Regions from separate parts of the Podarcis muralis genome. Here region 2 is linked to region 1. A link is a contact called in public Hi-C data. All regions are on one chromosome and are shown on one strand. The core of a region is the stretch at or near the end of the contact, and the rest is flanking DNA. Distances in the headings are between cores, read along the strand shown. Region 1 holds the start of STX16 (syntaxin 16). Region 2 holds the start of NELFCD (negative elongation factor complex member C/D).

The links. A called contact is a pair of places that touch in the nucleus more often than the background predicts.
Region 2: a Hi-C map of tail shows a contact between it and region 1, with 3 times the contacts expected there. The contact joins the promoter of NELFCD here to the promoter of STX16 in region 1. A contact is called at or near these places in 2 of 3 Hi-C or Micro-C datasets (blood and tail).

Annotation. Positions count from the first base shown.
Region 1 is chr5:88,249,508-88,255,701 of rPodMur119.hap1.1, reverse strand. It overlaps STX16 (syntaxin 16), which reads right to left and starts at 3,818. Exons shown (of 9, transcript XM_028735301.2): 1 at 3,242-3,818. The coding sequence starts at 3,376. It overlaps LOC144327858 (a long non-coding RNA gene), which reads left to right and starts at 3,928. Exons shown (of 2, transcript XR_013393025.1): 1 at 3,928-4,095; 2 at 4,872-5,093.
Region 2 is chr5:88,554,968-88,561,161 of rPodMur119.hap1.1, reverse strand. It overlaps NELFCD (negative elongation factor complex member C/D), which reads right to left and starts at 2,831. Exons shown (of 15, transcript XM_028735313.2): 1 at 2,717-2,831. The coding sequence starts at 2,779.

The DNA.
Region 1 (6,194 bases), core at 2,569-5,068:
GGCTTTTAGCTTGTGGCTCGTTCATTCATTCATTCTTCCTCCTTTTTAGAAGGGCCCTGGAATCCACAGACATTTTACAGTTTTCAGATAATGTGATTTCAGTAATGCCTGTGAGAGACACAGCTGCCCACGGTAGACAGTCAAACGAGAGGTGTACAGCAATCTACCTACTGCAGCCACCCTGGTTAAACGTGGAAAAGTGGGAACAAAGACGATGAAGGTCTCCTAAAAGGGAGTCTCAATAGGAGACAGGATGCTTAACCTTCCTGCACCTCCGCTCAATCCAAATTCCCCACAGAAAGGTTTGGTATTGCTCATCCCAGTCCCAGATTATCTGAACGCTTACTTCCTTATGATACTGTATGCTTGTTAAGACCTTCCAAGAAGTCTCTGCGCCTCACCATTATCTGAGGTTAATTTGGTGAGTACATGGACACAGGCTTCTTCACAGTAGCCAACAGGTTTTGGAAAGGCTCCCTTACGTCTCTCTTTTTAACAAATGATTATTCTCATTCCTTTTCATCAGAGTTCCATTCTTCCAACTGTTATATATTTACCAGCTCCTTAACTACCGAGCATTAATTTTGATTGACTTTTATTTTGTTGTATTATGTGTTTTTCTTCTCTTATCAGCTACCAGCCTTTGGCTTAAAAAGCAGCATGCAAATCAACATTAACATGATCTGATAGGAGGAGGAGTCCAATTCTGACCAGTTGGGCAAAGTGCATTGCAAAAATGGGGGGGCGGGGGCGGGTCTCTTCTTCAGGTTGAAAGGAAGAGGGCTTAAAACTCTTAAGAGGGGCTGCCAAAAGAATTTAGTAATAACCAAGTTAATCAATTTTTTTACATTGGCTGTAATAAATTATATAGGAATCAGGCAGTTTCCCCCCATTCTAACATACAGCCTTCAAAATAAACCATTCCCATGTGGTATAACATAGCAGTTATGTACACAAAAGTACTTGATCACCAGGGAAATGGTAATTAGGATCTTTTATTATCTAGCCAAACCCACAATAGACACTTTCTTTTAAATTACAAGAGTCTCTAAATGTCTGAAGAAGCCTATATAATTTTGTGCAAATCAGCTGGTAAGATGTCAATTTGCCTGTACTTCAAAGTATTGTTTAAAGGTATAAATTACGGTACTGGTGTTTTCTTTTAAACACATTTCTAGCATGAGGATACATTTTATATCTGGCCTAACAAAAACAGAGCTGGAGGACAACAAAAAACTATGACTGCAATCCTATACAGTGGTACCTCAGGTTACATACGCTTCAGGTTACAGACTCCGCTAACCCAGAAATAGTGCTTCAGGTTAAGAACTTTGCTTCAGGATGAGAACAGAAATCGTGCTCCGGCGGCACAGCGGCAGCAGGAGGCCCCATTAGCTAAAGTGGTGCTTCAGGTTAAGAACAGTTTCAGGTTAAGAACAGACCTCCGTAACGAATTAAGTACTTAACCTGAGGTACCACTGTACCCACTTTCCTGGGAGCAAGCCCCACTGACCTCCCTGGGACTTACTTTTGAGTGGGCATGCATAGGAAGGACTGCACTGTAACTAGGTCTAACAACATAGAACCTGCATGCAGTTTTCAACTAATTTTCAACGTGTAGAGAAACACTTGCACACCAGTTGAACACTCAGCAGTTGCATAGCACAAAACAGAACTGCTCCTTGCACTGGTGCCTCAGAGATCAGTGTAAATTAAGCTTATTTTTCACGCACTAAAGGAGAATACAATTGGGGGAAAGAGGAGAGGGCAACAATTTAATGTTTTATGAACGGAATGGTAGTGGTGTAATAATGAAGCATAAAACTGTAGCAGTAAGCTGAAAAGTAAGCAAAATCAATCGACAGAGGTGACTGATATGAAAACGCACACACACAGAGAGGGAAAGAAAAGACAGACAGACATTATAGTGGCATGAGGAGCAAAATCCCTAACCTATCCTAATTTCAGCACCAAGTTGGTGCCTGAAGATTTGATTCAGAATAAAATTAATGATTTTATTCTGGCATCTAGGAATATCTTCCTATCACATTTTACCAAATTAATTGTAACATAAAGATAGAGAAGGGAAAGTTGACCAAAAAAAAGAAATGGGTATTGGGATATATTATAGCAATTGGTTTTTTTAATAGGCTGTCTGGTCAACTTCAGAGTGCTTTAGAAAAACAGCAAGGATACTCTTTCCCCTTTAACAGAACAGGACATTGAACCAGAGTAACTTGTTCAGGAACACTCAGCAAATCAAAAGAAAGTGTAGGCATGCATTGGGAGATTCAAGGCTACACCCACTTTTAATTGCCACATTTATCTATCTAAATCAGTTCAAGTGACAAGAGACAATTCAGGCAGTACTTTGCAGAAGGAGGGGCTGCAGAAAGGGGCTGGCTTAATTGTTAATTCTCTTAGATTTCCATGGAACAAAAATAGCTGAGACACAGAACGGGAATCCCAGCAGAGTATCCAAGTGCACAACTTTATTTCCCCCCCATAAGTGAATGATTGCCATACTCCTTATTATGAGAAAAATAATGTACAGTACTGCAGAATTGGATGCCCAGAACTTGGATGGCTGGGTCAAATGTTGGGGAATTCTATGTGCGCCCAGGACAAAATAAAAATTATTCAACTGGACATCTTCCAAGAACATTAGCAAGACAAAAGACATTGGAGGCTGCCATGTCAAATAATCCCATATGAAGCTTTCAAAACTCTTAAAGAAGACTTAAGTAAAATCAGACATGTCCCAAGTCTGCAATTTGACAGGAAAACAGGGAAAGAAAAACATTCACTTCTGCATCTAAAAGCACAATAAAAATTGACTACCTGTGACTGGCTGCAGTTGCTTGCTGAACATACACTGGGAGCAAACCTAGTTTTTCTGCTTGCAAGGTGTTAACCGACCTACCATTAGAAAACTCCCTTTGCTACAACAGTTGTTTTTAATGCAGTTTCGGAACAGGGTAGTTCCTTAAAAGTCAGGGTGCCCCTCAATGCATGCAAACCCTAATAGTGGACATTGAACTGGGAGCGGGGGAGCAAACACCTATTGGAGCAAACACATTTCTTTATATACATATAGAGGATACAGGCGAGTAAGAGAGGTTGAGGAAAGGGGGGAAAGAAGACACAAGGATGGCATGCTTGCCGCCTGACAGCCCTATAACGCAGCTGGCACTTAAGAAACAGCGAAATGTGGGATACAGTAGGACGAAGGGAGACTCACCGCAGCAGCCATGCTACGTGAAGTCAGAGGGCTGGAGGAGCCGTAACTACTCACTTGCTCGGCCAGCAGCTGCCGGCTTTGGATCGCGTTGTTCCGCAACAACAAGAAGGCGTCTGTTAAACGCCGGGTGGCCATGGCTTTCTAAACCCCCCTAGGGGGAAAACACCACGCGCACACCCGGGGGGGGGGGGAACCTATCCACTGGGCCCTATAGGCTCCTCAGGGGCCCCGATCCCAACTCCGGCCCTCTCCTAGCTTCCCCTCAGGACGGAGCCCATTCAAAATCCTGCGGGGGGCGGAGAGCTTGAAACGCTCCCGGGACTCAAAGCCCCTCACTCGGTTTCCTCGGGGCACCTGCAAATCTCCGAGGAGGAGCCCCCCTTGCTTCCCCTCATGGGGACCCCGACCCCCACCCTAGTCTTGCTGAGGGTCACCTTTCCTGGGGTCGCCCCCCCCCCCGGAATCCCACCCGCCCAAAGGGCGCCTCACGCCCAGCCTCGCCCGGGGCGGACACAGGACCAGCCCCCGGAAGGCCCTTCCTCTCCCCACCCCCCGCCAGGAACGGGGAAGGATCCTAGCCCCGGCCCCCTCCAGCCCCCCACATCGTTTCCCTAGCCGGACCCGGATGGAACCCCGCCGTAACCCCGCCGCCAGCCGCGGCTCACTTCCGCATCGTGCAACGGGGACACGCTTCCCCCGCGCCTCCAGGAAGCGGCGCTCGAAAGTTCCGGCCGCGCGCCGGGCTCCTGAGGTGGGCGGGGAAGGAGGCAGAGCGGGGGAGCGGCGCCGGCCAAAGAGCTCGCGGTCGTAATGGTTCGCAAGCGAAACTTCCGGTTCCCGGTTTTTTTCGTCAGGTAAGCCGGCTAAAGCGACGCGTGGGGCGAGAAGTCGGCGGGGAGGTTGTGGATGGCGCGGCCGGCAGAGTGTTGAGACTCTTTAATGCGAGGGTCGTGAGTTCGAGACCCGTGAACTCCGGGTATAGGGCGGTGTATAAATTCAATAAATAATAATAATAATAATAATAATAATAATAATAATAATAATAATAATTAATATTCCTGTATTGCAGCGGGTTGGACTATAGGTGAGTGGAGTCCCTTGAGTGGAGTAATAAGTAGACAAGTTCCTTTGCTGAGAGGGATTGCTATGGGCGGAGGATGGCTGAAGTTTAGGAGTGGACCTCATGGAAGCTGGACAGCTGTTGGTTGGTGGGTGGAAGCTGGAGGAGCTCTCACCTGTGCAATGCCTGCAGCAAGGTGGTGCCTGTGGACATGTAAGCTGGTTCCGGTCATTAGGAACTGGTGGATATTTGTGGACTGAATCTGGGGACATGAATGTGAATGAATGGGGGAGCAAATGTGGCCCCACTGGTGACCTTCATGGATGTTGACTGCCGCTTGTTTATGAACAAGAGGTTTCGAATGTGGCCAAGGAGAAATGGTGCTTGCATATGCTTGCACGTGACGCGTAAAAGGTGAAAAGGGGTTGTGCACGTGCGTGATGAAACCCATGGAAGTTGGCAGGCTGAGTTTAGTGGAAGATAGGGCAGGGTATAAGTAAGAAGATTATTAAATTATTATGAAGTCTGTGGTGATGCTGCTGGAGAGCCTTTCCTATTCATTGTCTCTAGGTCTGAAGCCAGGAGAGATTTTGTCAAGACCACCCCACAGAAAGCGATGGTGAGAACTGCAGGGCTGAAGCAGGGCTGCTTGTGTTTCTAAATACCTCTACTGGTAGTGGCCATTCTGTCTTCAAAGGCAGGTAATGGGATACGACACACCTGAGTTGGTACCATGACACATGAAGGCTGGGCTGAGTGACAAATAAATAAGAAATAAAAAAATAAATCATTCCTGAGGTGCCCCCATTTCTTTCTCACATGAACACACAGCGATGCTGTTGCAGCTTAATAACAACAGGGAACAATATCCAGTACCACGGAAAATATACAAAGCGACCACACCAGACACGTACATGCATGCATCCCCTCATGCACTCTCTCTCACACACACTTTAAATATACATCTCTTTGTCTTTCTCAGTCCAAGTGCATCTCACAAACCACACACACACACAGATAACAAATTCATATCTCTCTCAAAAGTGCACATCCCCCTCTTTCAAATATGTGGGCACCTGCAGGAATTTTTTGGGCACTGGGGTAGGGTGGAGAGGGGCATGGAGAGAGTGGAGCTGGCTGATTTCTCAAAAAATTTTTTTTGAGAGGAATGGTATACTGTATATGTATGTTTCACTTCACAAGATTCCAGAAATGCTAGAAACGTTTTTGTTTTCAAATGAAAGCTGGGAATTATGGCTCCTGGGATATTTTTGCCTCTTTGATTAGTCCCAAACATAGTTCGTTGATGCCCAAAGAAATACTATAAAAAATTGATAGATGTGTTAGCGCCGGCGTTAACGGAGGTAATAAACAATATTCTCCAAGAGGGGAGGATCCCCAGCTCCTGGAAGGAGGCGTATATTACGTTAATCCCTAAAAACGAAAATGAAAAGGCAGATTTAAAAAATTATAGGCCAATTTCACTCCTAAATTGTGACTATAAGATCTTTACGGATATTATGGCAAGTAGGCTCAAAAAGCTACTAAACAGATATATACATAGAGACCAAGTGGGATTCATCCCAGGTAGGCAGTTGAGGGATAATGTTCGCCACGCTTTAGATATTATGGAGTATTTGGAGGCAAGACCTGACATACCAGCGGCCCTCATTTTTATCGATGCAGAAAAAGCATTCGACCGTGTCTCTTGGGAATTTTTGTTACAAAATCTTGAAAAGGTGGGAATAGGGGGCCCCTACCTGAAGGGTATCAAGGCGATTTATACAGAGCAGCAGGCTAGGTTGATTATTAATAACAATTTGACTAAACATTTCTCAATTATGAAAGGTACAAGGCAGGGTTGCCCCCTGTCACCTTTACTGTTTATTATGG
Region 2 (6,194 bases), core at 1,582-4,081, 310 kb before region 1:
AACGCGCCTAGAATGACGGGAGTTCCGAATGGTGTTCATGCAATAACATAACAACAACAACAACAACAACAACAACAACAACAACAATAAAATGAGGAGCAACTTTCCCCGTTGCCCTCTTGGTGCTGCTTTTGAACACTTTCATTGTGTAAATAATGTCGTCTTGTCTTTTCTTTTCCTCTTTTGATTTTTTAAATTTCGTATCTTTGTTATTTCTTTATATTTTTTCCTCTTTTTTACTTCTTTATAAATTTTCTATTTTCTATTTTACTTCTTTATAAATTTTCTTTTTCTTCGTATGTAAAGTGATAGCATACAATGTTTGTATAGATATGTAAATTTTTAATCAATAAAGAATAATTTTTTTAATAATAATTTACTACCTACAGTTTTTCTGAAAATAAATCAATCCCCCGGGGAGGAGGGGGAAATAAGGTTTCCGGCTTGTGCACAGCCTCAGGAAAAAAGGGGGGGTTGGGGAATAATCAATAACAACAAGAAGACCCTCCCCGAAAGCTCTCCCTCAAGGGCCCCGCTCTCACCGCCCCTCCGTCGCCGCCGCCGTCGTCCCCCCACTCGGCGGCCGCGCTGCCTCCCAGGTAGTCGGGCTCCTCCATGGGCTCCGCTCGACCGCAGGCCACGTCCGCCTCCCCTCCTCCTCCCTCGAAGGGACCTCCGGCGCCGAGGCCGCAGAGGCACGAAAAGGGAAGAGAGGCCACGCGCACGGACGAATTCCGGGCTTCTTCTGAAGGTTTTATTGATTCGCCTCGCCCCTCCCCCCCGGGGCGGCTTACAGGTTTATAGGCTTCTTTTCCATTGTCGGTTACTATTCTTAGACTCATTTATACCCCGGGACAAAAAAAAAAAAAAAAGTGGCTTACGGTTTTGTTTGCTCGCTTGCTGCTTATTCGCTCCTTCGTTTCAGAATATTTTGCACACCGTTTGATGGTGTGTGTCCCCCCCCCCCGAAAAACCAGCCTCTAAGTGGGTTTAAAGGTAAAGGGTCCCCTGACCATTAGGTCCAGTCGTGGCCGACTCTGGGGTTGCGGCGCTCATCTCGCTTTATTGGCCAAAGGAGCCAGCGTGCAGCTTCCGGGTCATGTGGCCAGCATGACGAAGCCTCTTCTGGCAAACCAGAGCAGCGCACGGAAACGCGTTTACCTTCCCGCTGGAGCAGTACCTATTTATCTACTTGCACTTTGACGTGCTTTCGAACTGCTAGGTTGGCAGGAGCTGGGACTGAGCAACGGGAGCTCATCCCGTCACGGGGATTCGAAGCGCCAATCTTCTGATCAGCAAGTCCTAGGCTCTGTGGTTTAACCCACAGTGCCACCCGCGTCTAGCAGTCATGAAATTAAAAGACGCCTGCTTCTTGGGAGAAAAGCAATGACAAGCCTAGACAGCATGTTAAAAAGCAGAGACATCACCTTGTCAACAAAGGTCCGTATAGTTAAAGCTATGGTTTTCCCAGTAGTGATGTATGGAAGTGAGAGCTGGACCATAAAGAAGGCTGATCGCTGAAGAACTGATGCTTTTGAATTATGGTGCTGGAGGAGACTCTTGAGAGTCCCATGGACTGCAAGAAGATCAAACTTCTCAATTCTTAAGAAAATCAGCCCTGGGTGCTCACTGGAAGGACAGATCCTGAAGCTGAGGCTCCAATACTTTGGCCACCTCATGAGAAGAGAAGACTCCCTGGAAAAGACCCTGATGTTGGGAAAGATGGAGGGCACAAGGAGAAGGGGGCGACAGAGGACGAGATGGTTGGACAGTGTTCTCAAAGCTACCAACATGAGTTTGACCAAACTGCGGGAGGCAGTGGAAGACAGGAGTGCCTGGCGTGCTCTGGTCCATGGGGTCACAAAGAGTCGGACACACTAAACGACAACAAGTGGGTTTAACCAAGAAGAAAATGCAGGGCGGGGGGGGGGACTACAGCCCTACTTAAAAACATATAAAAGTTAAAATGCTAACATCGGATTAAAATAAGGGGGGGGGGAATCTTTTAAAAACAAGCACAGAAAAAAAAGCCCTATATCTGTCCATACCTACAAAAATAAAATAAATCCCCTAGGAGTTGGCTCCTATGCTCAGCCACGTTAAAGTTGTTTGCATCACGCTCCTGCCTTCTGTAAACTAGGAGGCACTTGAAAATGGCTTCTTGATCTGAACCAAGAATAGCCCGATCCAAAACTAAGGTGGCTCCCTCTTCAATTTGTGCCTCTGTGCCACGGCAAGGTGGTTTGTGGGTAATGGTGGGCGGAGAGGGGAAGCCTGTAAGGACCACGTGGGGCTCTAGCCCCATTTACGAGCTTCCAGCGAGACTTCCGGGAGTAGAGCGAAGCTCTTCCCTCTCCGGAGTCGCCTATGATGCCATAGAGATAAGAAGCGGGTATTGCAATAGGGGAGTCAAGGATGGATGCAGCCTGGTTTGCCTGCCGTGCAGGCGCGTGGTTTGCAATGCAACGCTCCTAATTAAAAAAACGCCTGCTGCTCCCACCCTATGTGTAAGGCGCTGGGCTTGGGTGCTTTTCGAACAGCACTGGAGCCCTGCAGGATCCGACCCAAGGACTTATGGAGCTCCTTGTCCTGTTCTCTTAGCACCCAAGCCTACAAAGCAGGACACGAGCTCAGCAGCACACAACGGAGGAAGGGCAGTATTGTCTGCACTGACTGGCAGCAGCTCTCCAGGATTTTAGGTTGGAGTCTTCCTTACCTGGAGATGGATGCCACGGGCTGGACCAAGGGACCTCTCACTGCAACGGATGCACTCATCCATGGACCCACAGCTCCTGCTTGGTGGGGGGAGAGGACCATAGCTCAGTGACAGAGCATCAGCTTTGGATGCAGGAGGTCTTGGATTAAATCCCTAGCTGGGAAAGAATGAGACCTGAGACCCTGGAGAGCCACTGCCAATCAGTGCAGACAATGCTGAACTAGATGGACCAATGGTTTGACTTGGTGTTTGGCAGCTTCCTACATTCCCCTCTTGTGCTGCCCAGAAACTGGTATTTAGAGGCACACCACCTCTGGTACCAGAGGGAGTACACAGCCTTCATGGCTAAGTCAGAGAAAGCTCTTTCCTCTAGGTCTTGGTCTACCCTCTTTGAAATGTAAGTTACAACAAATAAGAACATTTCAGAGCAAAACTGAAATAGAGTACGAAATAACACAGTGAAAGCACATCCATAACATTTAACTTATACATTTCTATGATTCCGCAGTTATGCTTACGTTAAATTAACAAAATATATTAAATGGTTACTTTCTGAGAATATACATCACTTACTTATCATCTAGTTCAACCCTCTGCAATGCAGGAATCTCAGCTAAAGCATCCATGACAGATGGCCAATTTCCCAAACTAATTATGGCTCCTCTCGTTAAAAACCACCAGCTCCAAAACAACCTGACCCCATGGTCTCCTCCCTGTCCCCCCCTCTGAGCACAAACTTATTTTGGGACATATGAGTGCACAATTCAAACAACAATCTTTTGGTACTTCAGTTGTACAAGTAAAGCATGAAATGGTGCAACATATTTCCTGTATGATTAATAATGAGATAACACCGGCACAGGACCTAAAACTTTCCACACAATTCTTATTCCCCCTTTAAAATTTTAAGTTAAAAATTAAGTTAAACTTTATGGCTTCACAATGTCTCTGACAGGATCTGACAGCCTAAATAATGCTAACAGGTTAGTTTGTAACATCCAGATTGTTAATATTTCATTGCCAAACAACAAGAATGAATGGACCATGCCATAATCAAGGTGCCCAAACAGCAAGGAATATTGAAATAGCTTGTCACTTGCTTTTTGATGAAAGCTCCAAGCTTGCCTTGCACTAAATGGCAAAAGTTGAGCAAGCCATTTCACTTCTCTGAAATTAAGAATGCAGCATATCCTGCATTCTGTTAATGCTGAAGTTTTCAAGTTTTGGCCCTCCTGGAAACACTTTCCATATTAGCCTGTCTGCAAAATAAGCATATTGGCAAAGCCTTAGTATGTAAACTCAGCTGTTACTGGTTTAAGTGCTGTGTTATTTTCAAAATCCATATATAAAGAGATTACAGTGGTACCTCGGGTTACATACGCTTCAGGTTACAGACTCCGCTAACCCAGAAATAGTGCTTCAGGTTAAGAACTTTGCTTCAGGATGAGAACAGAAATTGTGCTCCGGCGGCGCGGCGGCAGCAGTAGGCCCCATTAGCTAAAAGTGGTGCTTCAGGTTAAGAACAGTTTCAGGATAAGTACGGACCTCCGGAACAAATTAAGTACTTAACCCGAGGTACCACTGTATGTGGAAGTCCTCAGTTGATGATTTCCATTTCCTACAAGTCTCTCCTATCAGGACAATTGTTGCTTAAGGTTCTGCGAACGCAGTTTGCGATTACGCTGAAGACCGATGGCGTATTAGTTGTGATCACTGGGTCAGCTTTTACATTTCCTGCTCCTGAAAAGTACCATTTGGATTTTGTTTGGGTTTTCCTCCCAGCTGTGCCTTCTGTCTTGGATGGATAAAAAGGTAAAGGTACCCCTGCCCGTACGGGCCAGTCTTGACAGACTCTGGGGTTGTGCGCCCATCTCACTTAAGAGGCCGGGGGCCAGCGCTGTCCGGAGACACTTCCGGGTCACGTGGCCAGCGTGACAAAACTGCATCTGGCGAGCCAGCGCAGCACACGGAAACGCCGTTTACCTTCCCGCCAGTAAGCAGTCCCTATTTATCTACTTGCACCCGGGGGTGCTTTCGAACTGCTAGGTTGGCAGGCGCTGGGACCGAGCAACGGGAGTGCACCCCGCCGCGGGGATTCGAACCGCCGACCTGACGATCGGCAAGTCCTAGGCGCTGAGGCTTTTACCCACAGCGCCACCCGCGTCCCTATCTTGGATGGATAGGATCAGCTTAATAAAAACATCATTGGAACAATAAGGAGGTTGCATAATGTTGTGAAATTGAACCTGTTGTTTATCTACACAACACAGCTGGGGTTTTGTCACCGTGACACTTTTATTAACTCAAATGAAATCCATACCTTTACTCCCTAATCATTGCAGGCGACGTATAGATTGTGTCTACTACATGGGCTCATTTTCAAACTTTTCCAAGGCATCCTGGGCTTTCTTCAAAAGTTATTACAGATTCAAGAACCCTTTGTACATCCAATAATTCACACCCACATGGGTGACGTATGGATCTGTTGGGATATTTTTTCATCTAGAAAAGGGCATATATATATATATATTTAAATGCAGATACGTAATAGCATTAGGATAAATTTAAAAGCAGATTTTGAACACTTTAAAAATCTTATAGTCTAAGGAAGGTGTACAAAAATAACTGCATTTATAGAATATTGCCTTCTGCAGCTCAGTGGTAGAGGACATGCTTTATCTGCAAAAGGCTCCCCTATTCAATCCCTGGTATCTCCAAACAGTGCTGGGGAGATCCTGTCCGAAACCCTGGAGACCAACTTCTAGTCAGAGTAGACAATACTGAGAAAGATGGATCAATGGTCTGACTCTGAATAAGGCAGATTCCTATGAGGACTAAGCTACATTAGTCAAAAAATGTTTTGAATTTGTTATAAACATGCAACACTGGATGGCTCCAGAGAACAGATAAAATACACCAAAAAAACCCCCAACCCAAACAAAAAACAACTAAGCATTTTTGACATAACTCTCCCCCCCCTTTAACAAATTAATTTCTGACTTACTTCTTATAGTGGGGGTTTTCCTGTGTGTAGATCCACCATGAATGTCAAGATACGAACATTCAAGGACCAACCCCCAAACTGCTTAGGTTTCTGTGAGGAGCTTGCGCTAGGTCAGTGGAGCTATTGACCAGCTTTGTTTCCCTTGAGCGTCTGATCCCTATGCACTATTGCAAAAAGCTTTTGCACACCATTTGCCACACAGCAGGTGTGTGTACACAGTTTGTTTCAAGCTCCCTTGGGCTCATGCAACTAGCTTCATAGTACTTTGGATCTTCACCAGAATCTGTTAAATTGTTATGTATGTTTCTGAAATTATGAAATGCAATAAAAAAGTAAAAACGTTAGAGATGTTCAGAGAAAGGCTAGCAAATACAGAAGCCATGGTAATCATGGCTACCCTGCTCACATATAAATAATATAGTGGAAGTATAAAAGTACAGAGAACTACAATGATCAGAAGTATAGCATGCGAAC